Linked DNA regions of Sus scrofa: all the other regions are linked to region 4. A link is a contact called in public targeted proximity ligation data. All regions are on one chromosome and are shown on one strand. The core of a region is the stretch at or near the end of the contact, and the rest is flanking DNA. Distances in the headings are between cores, read along the strand shown.

Region 1 (2,700 bases), core at 163-2,662, 160 kb after region 4:
TGCGTGGCCGACTCAGTGAAACACACACCAGAGAGCAGCTCAGTTATTTCCTCATGACCTTGAAGTTCAGGCCCCAGTGACCCATCTTTGCCTTTAGTATTTGTCCTGAATTATTTCTGTCTTTCATATGTCAGAAAACAGTCTCAAAATAAGAGAGAGTCTTGATCGGGGTGGTCCAGTTGACAAGGCACAGACAATGGGTTCATATCCAGCCTCTAGCACTTAGCAGCTCTGCGACCCAGTGCAAGGCAGTTACGTTCTTTGAGCCTTTGTTTCTTAGCTGTAACTTGAGGCTATCAGCCTCAGGGATTATAATACTCCCAGGTACCATAGCACTGCTGTGAAAATTAAGTGAGATAATGTCTGGCAAGAACTTAGCACGGTGTCTGGCACTGTGGTTAATACCCGGTAAATCCTGCTCTCCTCTCTCCGCCAGCCTCACCCCCTGCACAGCTGACCAGCTGTCTCTAACACAGCAGCAGTGGAGCTGTAAATACTTTTCACTAGGATGGAGTCACTCTCCACCAGTCCCCTCCTCGATCAGCTTTCTGCCCTCCCTCCAGATCTCCCTGAATGCAACTGTGACTCTCCTTCTGCTATAATCTCCCTCTGTAGAAACAGTGAAACTTTGATGCTTAAAAAAAAACAACACTTTTTTTCTGAATACTTAGAGCCCTTATACTGTGCTTGTGAGTTTTTGTTTTCCAATAGGACTTAGTGTTGACAACAAAAATAAATATATTTACACTTAGAGCTTATTTTTCACAATAACCTTGACAGTCGTATTTTCTGTATTTGAGAAGCCTTCTGATTTTTATGTGCAGGAGATACATTTTTTCAATGTGTCTGACTGGGTGCTAGGCTTATGGTTTTTTAGATGTCATTTGAATATTTCTGGAGCTCAGGTCCCCCAAATGCAAGTGAGTCTTCAGCAACCCATGAGCAAGATAAGGTATTCTCTTTCTCTGTCTCCTCCTGGTTATTTTAAGTTGGTGATGATTCTTGGACCCAAGACTTTTGCCATTTCTGTTGCCATAAATCTGGATATCAAGTGTTGTTCAGCTCCTGAAGTCCTAGGGCTTGACTGCTTATTTCCATCAGCCTAGGAAATGTCTTTCTTCGCATTGGTCCTGATTCTCACCCCTACTGACCAAACACATTTCTCCAACTGTCTATGGGCCATGTTCTTGCTGCTCTGTCTCTTCAAATTGGACAGATTTAGATGGAATTTGAAGGTGCTAATGTGGACTCCTGAGTAACGGGACAAATACAGTAGCTTTGTTAGCGAATATTCTCTAATGGGACAGTTTTACCTTAAAAAAGAGGGAAGAAGGCAGAGGTTGCACAGGACTGGTCAGATCTTTCCATGAAGCTCATCGCTTGGGAGGACAGTAGCCAGATGTGGTTAAGAGCTTGGATTGGGCATGAGACACAGCCCTGAATTAGAGTCCTAGCTCAGCCACTTACCAGTGGTGTACTCTTAGGCAAGTCACAATTTCTGTATCTTTCAGTTTCATTATTTGTAAAAGAGGAAGGCACTATTACTTGCTTTGCAGAATTAAATAATGTCATGTTTCTGAAATCATATGATAGAGTGTCTGGAAACATCTCAGCCCAGTGTCAGGTACAGCGTGGAGCACCCCTAAATCTTGGTTGCCTTGGTCCCCCATCTTGTTGACCATCTCTGAAATCACACTGGTGATGCTGTCCTGGCTTTTACTACTGCCTCATTGCTCTCCTCCAATTTTTTACCTTTCTGCCCTACCTCCCAGTTCTACCCTTGAACCTGCTTCAAGTCTCTCTCTGGTGTAACCTCAATTTCCATCCAGAACAATGATAACTTAATTTCTAAAAAATCAGTTTTATTTAGACAAATTCAAAGTGTATACCACAATGATAGATGGTAATGGCAATGACGATAAGAATAATGTGGGAATTTCTTACTCGCTTTCTCTTCTAGAGTGTAAGTTTCAAAGAGCATGACTGTCTTCATCAGCCTAAATCTCCACCCCCCGCCGCCACCAGAGTAGTTGTTGAACGAAAGAGTCTTATATTTCAAATAGCTTTGACTATGCCATTTACTCTTCTTGATTTCTGCACAGTTAGTCCAAATGAATATTCTTGGATTTGTATGTTCCCTTCTCCTATTATAAAATGTTAGTTTCTTTTTTTAGTGGAATTCTTAAGTGCATGCTTATACATCCAAAGATGGGCCATGATGGTGTGTTTTAACAAGCATTAAATGTGCACATTAAATATAAATAAGTTAGAATAGGACAGGAAACAGTGTTCTTAAAAATTGTTAGTGTCTACACAGGGAAAAGGAACTCTTTTAGGTTGATTTTAAGGTTTGAGGACAGGGGGTCCTGGGAAAGTTCCGAGAATGGAGGCATCACATTCCTTCCCACACTAAGCACATAACTCTGCGTGGGTTTGGTTTCATTTCAGAAGGGAAGTATTCACAGACTCTGAACTTGGCCTGTAAGATTGGCCCTTAGAGGGCAGCAGTTAAACTTGGGGAGTCTCTCTAAGACGACAGTCCCCTAAAGTCTAAAGTAAATTTTTACAAGTGCCTATAAATACTTTACCAGACCATAAAAATTTCTCCCTTGCCCTAATGGCTTTTGTACCTAAGACATGACATAATGACCTGGAAAAGCAAGAGGCCCCTATGGTCAGATATCCACTACCCATAAGGTC
Region 2 (2,700 bases), core at 60-2,559, 140 kb before region 4:
TTAACCTTTTTTAAAAAAAGATATTTTCAATCCTCCCCCCACCCCATTAAACTTTATGGTATTCCAGTGCATAAAAAGGTAAAAGTGGAGGCTGTTTATTTAAGGGAGTTCTAAACCTTCCTCATCAGGCACCATTTGCCACCTCCACTACTAAGTTTTTGCAAACTCATTTCCTCCCTATAGCAGCTCCAAAGAGGAAGACTATTTGAAAAAAATCACCAGATTTGTGTTTACTGGATTTTAATGATCTAGACCTGGATTTAAACCCTAGCTGTGTCACTTAACTTACTAATTGTGTGGCTTTGGACAACTATACCTAAGCTCTCTGACCCTAAGTTCCTTTATCTCTCGTACACACAGTAGTTCCTGGGACAGGGATCAAGCCCATGCCACTGCAGCAACCTGAACCACAGCAGTGATGCCAGATCCTTAACCTGCTGAGGCGCCAGGGAACTCCTCCTTTATCTCTTAATGAAAGATAATACCTAGTTGTCACTGGAAATGAAAACTGGATATAAGCTAGTGTACTCTCCATAGAGTTTCGCTCCTTGGATAGTTCGGTCTTTCCTCGAGGCCACCACAAGCTTTTAGGTCTATTCTCATATGGATGGGATCGATGGTTTGGTTTAACCTGGGAACCTTAAGTTGTCTTTGTATTGTAGTTGCTGTGTAGGATGAACACGGCTTCCCTTTTCATATAATGGATCCAAAATTCTTGATTGACTTGTAGCATCTCAGAACAGATGGGGTGGGAGAGGTGTTGTTCCTGGTTAAGTGATGAAGGAGTGGCCACCAGCTTCTAGGAAATGCTTCAGGAAATGCTCTGTAACTCAGTGATCCAAGATGGTCAGTGGAAAGGGAACCAGGCACAAGCCCATTTTCATGAGAATAAAATCGGTATGCGGCCCCTTAAATGGTGGTTGCAGGTGGGCTGGTGTGGGGGTGCGGGCGGGGGGGTGGGGAATGGCGGGTAATGTGGGATGAAGTTCTCCATGGACCAGAGGTGCATGTTCACAGATGAAGAGGATTTTTTTTTTTTGATGCAAAATAATTTTTGTTTTTTAAAAAAAGAACCATGGAATTTTAAGGAGACCTGTAACAACGTGAACATATTATTTCCCATTTTGCTATTCCCATATGGTTAAACAGAACTCCCAGGTAATATAGAAACCTCACTTTTCCTTTGTGAACATGTTGCAGTGTTGCTAAGACGTATAACTGACTGATACGGATTTAACTTCCTCCTTCTCCTCCTCCTTCTTTTCACCCAGACATTAGTAGGTAGTGAGATGGCTGGAGGTATTGGGGGGATGACAAAGGAGAAGTCAGAGGCAAGGGGAATTACAAAGTTAGATGATCTGTAATTGAATCATGTTGAGTAGAATATGCAAATCAAAAGTGTCTAAAATCTGTTAAAGAAAAACTCATTTGGGTTTGGCTCCATCTCAATGACACTGAACTAGTGTTTCAAGTCTCATTATGGCCATAGGTGGTATTTCCTGTTTATATTTCACAAAGCTGGCATCAATGCCCACATCCTGTTCTTTGTGCACCACCACCACCCCCCCAGAATGAAAAAAAGCTTTTCAGTTTCCTCAGCTTTCACAATGAAGACCCTTCAGAAAAGCTTTCTTTTCTTTCTGGTGTCTGGATAAATGGGGGAATATCATCCAAGGGTAGGTGTTTGAGCCAGTTAGGATGCTTGGTGGGCTTGGTGTGGATTAACTTCCATCTGTTAAAATTTTTTTGAGTTGTCTTATTGAAATGGTCACCCAAAATATGTGTTTGGTTGCTACCCCATTCTAATGTAGTAGCTGTATTTTAATTTTCCATTCTTCATAGACAGTTGAGAAAACACTCCCACGACGTAAAAAGTGAAAAATGCTTATTTGGGACAAAAAAACCTTTTGGAGATTTGAAATCGTGACCCAGGCAACTTCTGGCAAAATGTGATGCGATCTCCTTGGCGGCCTCTTTTCCTTATCTTCCTGCCATGTGGCAGGACCCCTCCACTCACATCCCCATGTTGAGGGCCCCCATGTGGCTCTGCTGTCAGAGTTCACTTGCCCACAGTGTCCCAGTGAGAGCACCCCTACAAGGCTATGTCCTTTAGCATTTGCCTTTCCAGAGAATTTTTTTTTTTTTTTAACCTTTTCTAGGGCCGCTCCCGCAGCGTATGGACGTTCCCAGGCTAGGGGTCTAATCAGAGCTGTAGTCGCAGGCCTACACCAGAGCCACAGCAACGCAGGATCCGAGCCGAGTCTGCGACCTACACCACAGCTCACGGCAACGCCGGGGTCCTTAAGCCACTGAGCGAGGCCAGGGATCGAACCCACAACCTCATGTTTCCTAGTCAGATTCGTTAACCACTGCGCCAAGACGGGAACTCCCAGAAATTTTTTTTTTTTTTAATGCCTCGATGTTAGTGAGTTGTCTGAAGAAAGAATTTGATAAAGATAGCTCCGACCAAGGTCTGTGTGAGAGATCAGTCAATGGTAAGTCCCAGTGTCTTATCCTGATATGAGTATATACATTTCAAAAGAAGTCCCCTGTAAATGCCAATTCATGCATCTATATGTTAACAAAGGCATTTTCAGGATTTCAGGTATAGATTTGAGGGCTAGGGTCGAGAGGTGTAGAGAAGTCTTCTATGCAGAGTCAATGCAAGACTTCTGTTTCAAACCTATTCTAAACACAGGG
Region 3 (2,700 bases), core at 131-2,630, 150 kb before region 4:
AATAGGTTTTGAGTCTTAAAAACTGGAATGATATTCTTTCAATAACTGAAAGTGATCAGGAAGTTGTAGAATCTGCCCAGATGTTATTAAGGGGCTGAAAGATATGATGCCTTGTAGCCCAAGAGGCAGGAGGGATGAGAGAAAATAAAACCATTTCAAGTGTGTGTTCCCTAGAGTGCAGACCATGGCAATTGCCTGGTTATGTGCAATGCAGTAGGAAGGCTATGGATATTAAAGTCAGGCTGACTTGGGTTTTGGGTCCTTGCTCAGCCACATTCTTTGCACATGATTTTTGGCAAATTACTTTTTGCACAGTTTCCTTAACTGTGAAATGGGGATAGTTTGTAACAACAGCCTTTCCGAGATTTGGGGCAAGATTAAGTGCAATCCGTTCTGGGACGTGTCTAATGTGATGGCTGCAGCATAGCTCCTTGAAAGGGAGAATGAACGATTACTATAACGCTAGACAGATGTGGTAAGTCAAGGACTAATGGCCAGAGTAGCTGTCGGATGTCATTTGCAGTAGTTGGACGTATCGAATTTGCTAAGTATTTGATGTTTTCTGAATCCCAAGCTCTCCTTTTCAGTGAAGGCAGTAGATTTTCAAAGCATTCTTCTGCTCAATTTGGAAGTTTAGATGTGTCTAACTGGAATCTAATATGATGAAGACCGTGAAAAAGGGCCTCTTGTCTTGATCAGAAAGATGAGGACGCTCCAAAGAGGAGATCTGAGGCAGGGTTTCTGCCAGCCTCTGAATGCGCCACACACGCTTCACTGGGAAGACCTCTGAATGACATACTCTTGGCCTTGGGAGTGCATCCTTGGCAACCTTGGCAGGAAGGGGTTTTCATGTTGCCAGCTCGGGGCTGGCTTGAGTGTCTCTCTCCCGACCCTTCCTTGTCCCCCACCCAAGGAACTTTTGTTTGTGTGATGGCCATTGTATCTCTTCCCTCCTACTTTTGTTGGCCCTGGCCCAGCCTTCCTTGCCACATCCTCCAAGCTCAGACATGCATGTGGGAGCTTTGCTTGGAGAAGGCCTCCGCCTTGACGTTATCATTCTCATGGGGTTCCTCATCTCTCTTTACTTTGGAACCTTGCTTCCCTGGTGACCCACTGAAAACCGAAGTAATGCTGGCAAGAAGGTGATGCTCTACTTCCTTGCTGGCATGAGAAGGGGCAGTTGCAGAGCCGCGGAGTTAACAAGAAGGCTCCTTCTGCCTGTGGATGGTCGGTTTGTCCTTGGCAGCCAGTGTTGGGTATACGGTAGAGAAGGGTGCTCCTTCCAGAAGCTGTCCAGTCTGTGCTTGAAGGAAGTGCTGTCTTCATTCTGGAATGAGAGCTACTTGCCTGTAGAATAAACTTGGCCTCTGGTCAGCAGACTTATTGTGGGCGGAGGAGCTTTCAACACGCTGTGTGGGCCTCCAGGGGGGTGTGTGGCACAGGCGGGAAGGAAGTGATGAGGAAGAAGAAAAAGGATGGGGAGGGAAGGGGAGAAGAGGGAGGGAGGTGGCTGAGAGCTGCAGCTACTGAGGACCCATCACACATTTTTACTGAAAGAGTGATGATGTCCCAGTACTTTGTGTTTATGAATTTATTTTGATAGCTAACACTTTAAATACTGCTTCCTGTGTGTCAGGCATTGCACCAAACGCTTTATTTGTGTTAACTCTTCATCTTCACTCCACACCTAGAGGTAGGTAGTATAATTATCATCATTTCAGAGAAGGGGAAACAGATATGGAGCCATGAAGTAATTTTTTTTTTTTTAAGATCACACAGCTAGTAAGTGGTACAGCCAGGAATTATATCTTCATTTTCTTTTTCTTCTTTTTCTTTTCGCCACAGCTGTGGCAATGCTGGATCCTTTACCCACTGTGCTGGCTGAGATCAAACCCGTGGCTCCCCAGGGACCCAAGCTGATGTAGTTGGATTCTTAACCCACTGCACCACAGCAGGACCTACTTCTTTTTCTTTTACTCGTCTTTTTTCTTTTCCTTCCTTTTCTTTTCTTCTCTCTCCCTTTCCTTTCTTCTCTTTTTCCTTCCCCTCCTTTCCCTTTCCTTCTCTCTTCACTCATACTGTAAACAAGTGTCTTTTTTTTTGTGGTGATCTATTTGTGCCACATTTTTCACATCTTGGTGCTTTTTGGGGGGTGATGACACTGTTTAAAACGGTCCTCAGGTGCAGTGCTGAAGTGCTGCCCAGTGTTGCTAAGCACAGGAAGGCCCTGATGTACCTTATTGGAAAGTAGCATGTGTTAGATAAGCTCTGTTCAGGCCTTTGAGTTATAATGCTGTTGTCAGTAAGTTCAATGTTAAGGAATCAATAGATGTTAAATACGGTGTCTTTAAAAGGAACACATATAAAATAAGGTTATGTATTGATAAGTAGACAAAAATGTTGTAACCAGAGGTTCACAGGAATCTAGCCTTGTATTTCCTTAGGAGCCATGGTTCAGTATTCTATAGTTTAGTGTTTATGGGGACTTTATAGAATAAAGCAACTGCTGTGAATAATGAGTCCTGATTATATATCTTTTTCTGGCAAAGATGATATAAATATCTCCTTGCCATCTAAGTTTGGCTAGATGTACAGCCATCTCTCTGAGAAGTGTGGTCAATTTGCTGAACACTGCCACTGTACAGGTTTTGTTTTCTCAGTTCTTAAGATCTCATACACAGCATCGTACATGGCGCCTGG
Region 4 (2,700 bases), core at 180-2,679:
ACAGTGAGAAGATACTGGCCACTGCTTCAAGGCTGTAGAACCTGCTCTTAATTCATATCAGTGATTTTTTTCCATGGGCTTGTGATAAAATCAATCCTTTGGATGGTTCGCTCAGGGCATCTTGAGTACCTTTTCAGATTCCCTCAAGCTCCTTGGCCCAAGAGTAGTTCCTTTTCTTGCCAGGGCACAGGGAGTGGGAAGGTAGCTTTTTCTAGGCATTTATTGATGCTGAGCCGTGGGAAGTGTTGAAGCCAGTAAACATGGGGTGTGCAAATGTGTTCAGCCTGTAGGAGCTCCTCCACTTCATAGGGAAGATCTGCTGGGATAGTTATCTTGGGTCTCTTTTCACTCCAGGGTAGAATTAGGCTCTTGGCTGAATAGGCAGGAGGTAAGGATAAGTCTCAGGGCTCTGGACAGTTAACCTAAAATTCTAAAGGAAAATTCCTTATTCCTTTTTTCCATTGCAGTAGCTTAGCTTTAGGCAGCATTCATAGACTCTCTATTGTACTGGAATAAGAAGCTGTGGTGCTTGTTTTCAAAAGTGGTAAATGGATTTTCAATGTGAGTTTCCTTGTAATAAACGCTGGTTTATTTTGAATTTAAAATGTGTGAATTTTGATTTAGTAATGTCATTTTAATTCTTTGAAATATAGTGAGGAAAGGATCAGAAATAAAGCAGTCTCTTTTCTGGGTTCATTCATTTATTCATTCTTCATTAAGCAGTTATTAAATTCCTCCTAGGCATTAGACATTGGGGTTTGCATTAGTGATAGACCAATGAATAAGGCTGTGATACTTTTGTTGGTGCTATGTATAGAAATTGTCTAGATTGAATTCTAAGCCACCACGAGCCTTTGAGAATATAGAAAATGGAAACCAAACAAAAATTATTCCATTTAGAATCAAATTTGTACAGCCAGTTGTCTAAGAAAGTGCACTGCTTTTTACCAGTAATTTAGAATCTTATGACTAACAGCAGAAAATTGGGAAGAACAGTGAAAGAGGCAAGAAGTTAATGGAATAGGGACAGAGCTGAGAGGACAAAATTTGAACAGAAGGAGGAAAAGCCACAGGGCTTGAGGAAGGTTGTTTAGGTCACTAATCTTACAATATCTTCTATTTCCCAATCAGTACATCGTGATCCTGAAGACGTAAGGATATGACGAGGATATCACTGGGGCGTGATACATTCTTCACAGTCTCACTTCCCTTTGCTGATTCTGGCATCAGAGTTGCTGTAGAGTTGCTCAAAAGTGTATGGAGAGACATCTTTAAACAGGTGTTCTTATTCTTAAGAAAACTTGATATACTTAAATTCAGATTGATTTACTTTACAGAAAGCAGATGATTACCCAGAAAGCTTTGTACCCAGTGCTACCCACACTAGGGATGTACATGACAAACACGCTGGTCCAGCCCTCTGAGACTAAGGACCCTTGAGCAAGGCCAGGCTGGGATATAGCCAAGCATGATATGAGTAGGATATGATTGAGACCTCAAGGGAAACACCAACAAAATATTGTGGGAATTCAGGGTAAAAGTACTTCTGGTTGTCAGGTAATTGAGTAGAGGGAGAAAGGTGCAAAAAGTTCAGAGAGGTTTTCATGAAGGAGAGAGTATTTTAACCCATCATGGAAGATGGTTTAAAATGTCAGTAAGTGATAGATTTCAACAGGGATGGAGGATACGAACATTATAGCAAAGAGCAGAACAAGGTCATAAAGGAGAAGCGCCTGGGGAGTTCCCATCATGGCTCAGTGGTAACGAATCCAACTAGTATCCATGAGGATGCAGGTTCGATTGCTGGCCTCACTGTGTGGGTTAAGGATCCGGCGTTGCCATGAGCTGTAGGATAGGTCATAGACGTGGCTCAGATCCCACCTTGCTTTGGCTGTGCTGTAGGCCAGCAGCTATAGCTCCTATTCGACTGCTAGCCTAGGAACTTCCATGTACTGTGGGGGCACCTCTAAGAAGACAGAAGAAAAGCTTGTATGATGACTGCTGATGTAGTGTAGGGCGGGGTGTGGGGATGGAGGATACAGAAAAGCAATGTACTTTGGGGTCACACAGATATGTTTTCAAATCCCTTTTACTTATATATATGGGACTATGCCCAAATTACTTAGCTTTTGTGAATTTCAGGTTTTCCATCTTTAAAAGGGGGACAGTAATATTGGTTTTAGTGTTTTTTTGTGTTTGATTCTTTGGTGAAGATTGGTCATAATCTATGTAAATTCTTTGGCTCTCATTAAATGGTAGCAAATATTATGGAGAGTAGTTAAGCTGTCTCAGTTTTGGGCAATGGTATTAGATAAGACTGGAAAAGTAGTCTGTGATCAAATTTTGTTTGGTCTTAAGGAGCTAGTTTAGGAATGTGGATTTTAATTTATATATATACATTGAAGAGCCGTTGAAAAATTTTGAGTAGGGAGTGATATGATTAAAGTTTAGAATTGGAAACTTTATTCTGATAGCAGTGCTGATGCCAGATTCATTGTAGAGATAAAATGTGACCATTTAGAACAGTTAGTTATGGAGAATGATATCAAACACTGCTAGTCACATCTGAGTATCTGTTCTTTCTCCTTTCAATTTTTAGCTGTGAACGTGGCCATCTAAACTGACTGTTATCTTTTCTAACCTTTGTTGTGTCTAGGTGTGACTATGTGTAACTATGTGTGGCTGTGTGACTATGTTCTG
Region 5 (2,700 bases), core at 57-2,556, 200 kb after region 4:
AGCCTTCCAACTCGCTCTCGTTACCATAGTGACATTTATAGAGGGATTATGTGTTTTCCATAAGATTAAGGGCCATCTATGGGCCTTAACCAGCTCAAGAGGAGAATTCACTGAGATCTAGAGTGCTTCGGAAGGCACTGAGAAAATTGAATTGCCTGAAAACACAGGCTTGTCTGGCAAGAGAAACCTACTGTGCACACTCATAGAATGATAGCGCTGGAAAGGGACCTCTGGAAGCCAGTTATTCTGTCCCCGTCTCCAGGCAGCATGGTGGCCAAACCACAATAGGTGTCTGTAATTTTAGTACTCATGTAGCTAACCCAAGACTGCCCATTCCCCAGAGCTGCAGCCAGTTTAGCTGTCAAATAAAAATAACTTATGGCCCTCCACCCTGTCATCGTCGCTTTCCTAGCTCTCCCTGGGTCCCCAAGGCTGTTCAAGACTGAATGCTAGAGAGTCAGAAATAAAAGTCTGAATCCCAGGGTAGACCTGACCAGAAAGTAAAATTATTCTTGATTTTGCACAGCGAGGAGAAACCTCTTTGCCTATCATCCAATCACCATGGGTAAATACAGAGCTAAAGCCCTGTGAGGCACTCACCTCCAGCTCCAGGGAATTCCAGCCACAATGGCAGCGCTAGAGAAGATGATTCTGGCAACTCAGCACATGGTCTCATGGAATGATTTCCTTTTGTGAACTTTACCACCATCATTTGTAAAATAGTAACATTTACCAGAGCAGGAAAGTGGTACTGCGACTAATTACCCCTTTCAGGGTGGAGTTTTTACTTCTTTGGAGATGGAACTGAGGAGGCTACACGATTAACTCAAATAATTAAGAGTCTCTTTTTCTTTTCATTTGATTTTGGGATTACAATGTCACTTTAGGTCCAAACCAAAGACAGGTTACCTAGGTTATGAGAAAATAAAAACTCTAAAACAAAAAGGAAGCCAAATGTGGTAGGAGGGGAGATGTTGGATTTGGGTCTAGGTTTCTGAAGAAGGAATTTTTATAATTTTATGAATCTGGAATTTTATAAATGCAAAAACACAAACATCATCCTCGTGTTTATATTAGGAAGTAAGCATTTGAAAACATGCAATATGTATTTTAAACACTGTTCTTCTTTTTCGTCTTGCGTTGCACCCAAAGAATGCTAATGGTTACCAAATTGCTCTTTGGCAGAGTTAGCTGACCCTTTAAAAAAAAAAAAAGAAGAAGAAGAAGAAGTGTGATAGGATGTGGCTCCAGCGCAAAACAAAGTCCTGGGAATCCTCAACTCTGAGCGGATATTAACTAATCCACTGATCCCAACCTAGGAGGTTAGCCAGGAGCATTTCTCTACATTGCATTAGGTCCATTACCTGGCAATGAATGACAGTTTCCATGGATCCTAATAAAGAGATGTTTCTCTTTATTAAGAGAGCAGAGTGGGAGTTTGCAGATGATATCTGAGCTCATCACTGAGCTTCTCAGCCTCCTCATTTTCCTGTCTGTCTCGATCGGTGCTAGCTGCCTCACCAATAATGCATTCAGTCTCTAGAAGAAGGTTTCTTCCTCCACCCTGTAAACAGGAGAACGGATATCTTGTTATGTATGCTCAAGAGGCTTGAGTGAAACCAGCATGGCTCTGCTTCGCTGTCACCAGCTATAATCAGCTTTTGAAATCTACACTGAGTGTGTCCCCAAAGAATCATGGCAGAGCAAGTAACACGGATGTTTGTGACAACACATTCCTGAGAAGCAGTGGATCTAAGAGCCCAGTGACCCAGCTCATTCATTCTGATTTCTTTGTGCAGACATATTTTGTTTTCCCAGCTCTTTGGCCATGTGCTAACGATTAGACAATGACTCCATAAATGAGGAGAAAAAGCAGTGTCATGGACGGTGGGTGGTTTGTTTTCTTAGTTCTTTATTGAAAACATATGGAGATGTTTATATATAAATAGAAAACAAAAGAATGCTGCCATCAGGTTAGCAGCAGCTAATAAAATTCTACATGAATAGAAATCACACATGTCTTTACCTCTGCCAGAATTCTGGTTTACTGACATCTACACATCCTGTCCAATTCGGTTGAAAAGATGTTTTATTATTTTAGGCTTTTTATTCTTACTTGGAAGGAAGTGATGGAGCAAGAGTTTTGTTCTTGCTTTTGTTTTTGTTTTTGTTCTTGTTCTTCTCTTTGCTTAATCAAATTACTTAATTAGCAGGGATAATAAATTCTATGCAAGCAGACCCTATATTGTGATCATGCAAAGAAAATTTAAACACTGGACATTAGTTTCACTACAGCCTTTGTAGTTCTTGAATTCAAAGTGAGGATTTGTGGCCTGACAGTTGGGAATAAGCTTCAGTAGACAGGGCAGTGGAGGGGTTGAGAGCACAGACGTGGGGAGGCAGACCTCTGGGTTTGAATTCTGGCTACACCACTTACCAGCTAGGTTACCTTGGGGAAGTTAATTAGCCTGACAAAACCTCAGTTGCCTCATCTGTGAAGTGAGAGATACAAGAGCACTTATAGAATGAGCATTGCATGAGATCAGCTGTAAAGCATTTCACACAGGCTCTGGCATGTAGGAAGCACAGTAAAAAATGCTACCTGTCAGCATTATAAGCAGCTAACAGAATGGTTTATATGGAGATTATCTGAAAATCTGAGAGATCCTTATCTTTAGTGGTCAGATCAGTAACAGCCAC

Evidence for each region.
Region 1: a targeted proximity ligation map of alveolar macrophages shows a contact between it and region 4. A contact is called at or near these places in 1 of 47 Hi-C or Micro-C datasets (liver) and 1 of 2 datasets of targeted methods (alveolar macrophages).
Region 2: a contact with region 4 is called in a targeted proximity ligation map of alveolar macrophages. A contact is called at or near these places in 2 of 2 datasets of targeted methods (alveolar macrophages and skeletal muscle).
Region 3: a contact with region 4 is called in a targeted proximity ligation map of alveolar macrophages. A contact is called at or near these places in 2 of 2 datasets of targeted methods (alveolar macrophages and skeletal muscle).
Region 5: a contact with region 4 is called in a targeted proximity ligation map of alveolar macrophages.

The regions. Positions count from the first base shown.
Region 1 is chr4:39,608,498-39,611,197 of Sscrofa11.1, reverse strand. The region is part of intron 5 of CPQ (carboxypeptidase Q); the gene reads left to right. Among named protein-coding and RNA genes, the nearest start is that of CPQ, 250 kb to the left of the region's middle.
Region 2 is chr4:39,907,485-39,910,184 of Sscrofa11.1, reverse strand. No RefSeq gene overlaps it. Among named protein-coding and RNA genes, the nearest start is that of CPQ, 53 kb to the right of the region's middle.
Region 3 is chr4:39,923,776-39,926,475 of Sscrofa11.1, reverse strand. No RefSeq gene overlaps it. Among named protein-coding and RNA genes, the nearest start is that of CPQ, 69 kb to the right of the region's middle.
Region 4 is chr4:39,771,865-39,774,564 of Sscrofa11.1, reverse strand. All of the region lies in intron 2 of CPQ (carboxypeptidase Q), which reads left to right. Among named protein-coding and RNA genes, the nearest start is that of CPQ, 83 kb to the left of the region's middle.
Region 5 is chr4:39,567,612-39,570,311 of Sscrofa11.1, reverse strand. The region is part of intron 6 of CPQ (carboxypeptidase Q); the gene reads left to right. Among named protein-coding and RNA genes, the nearest start is that of TSPYL5, 210 kb to the right of the region's middle.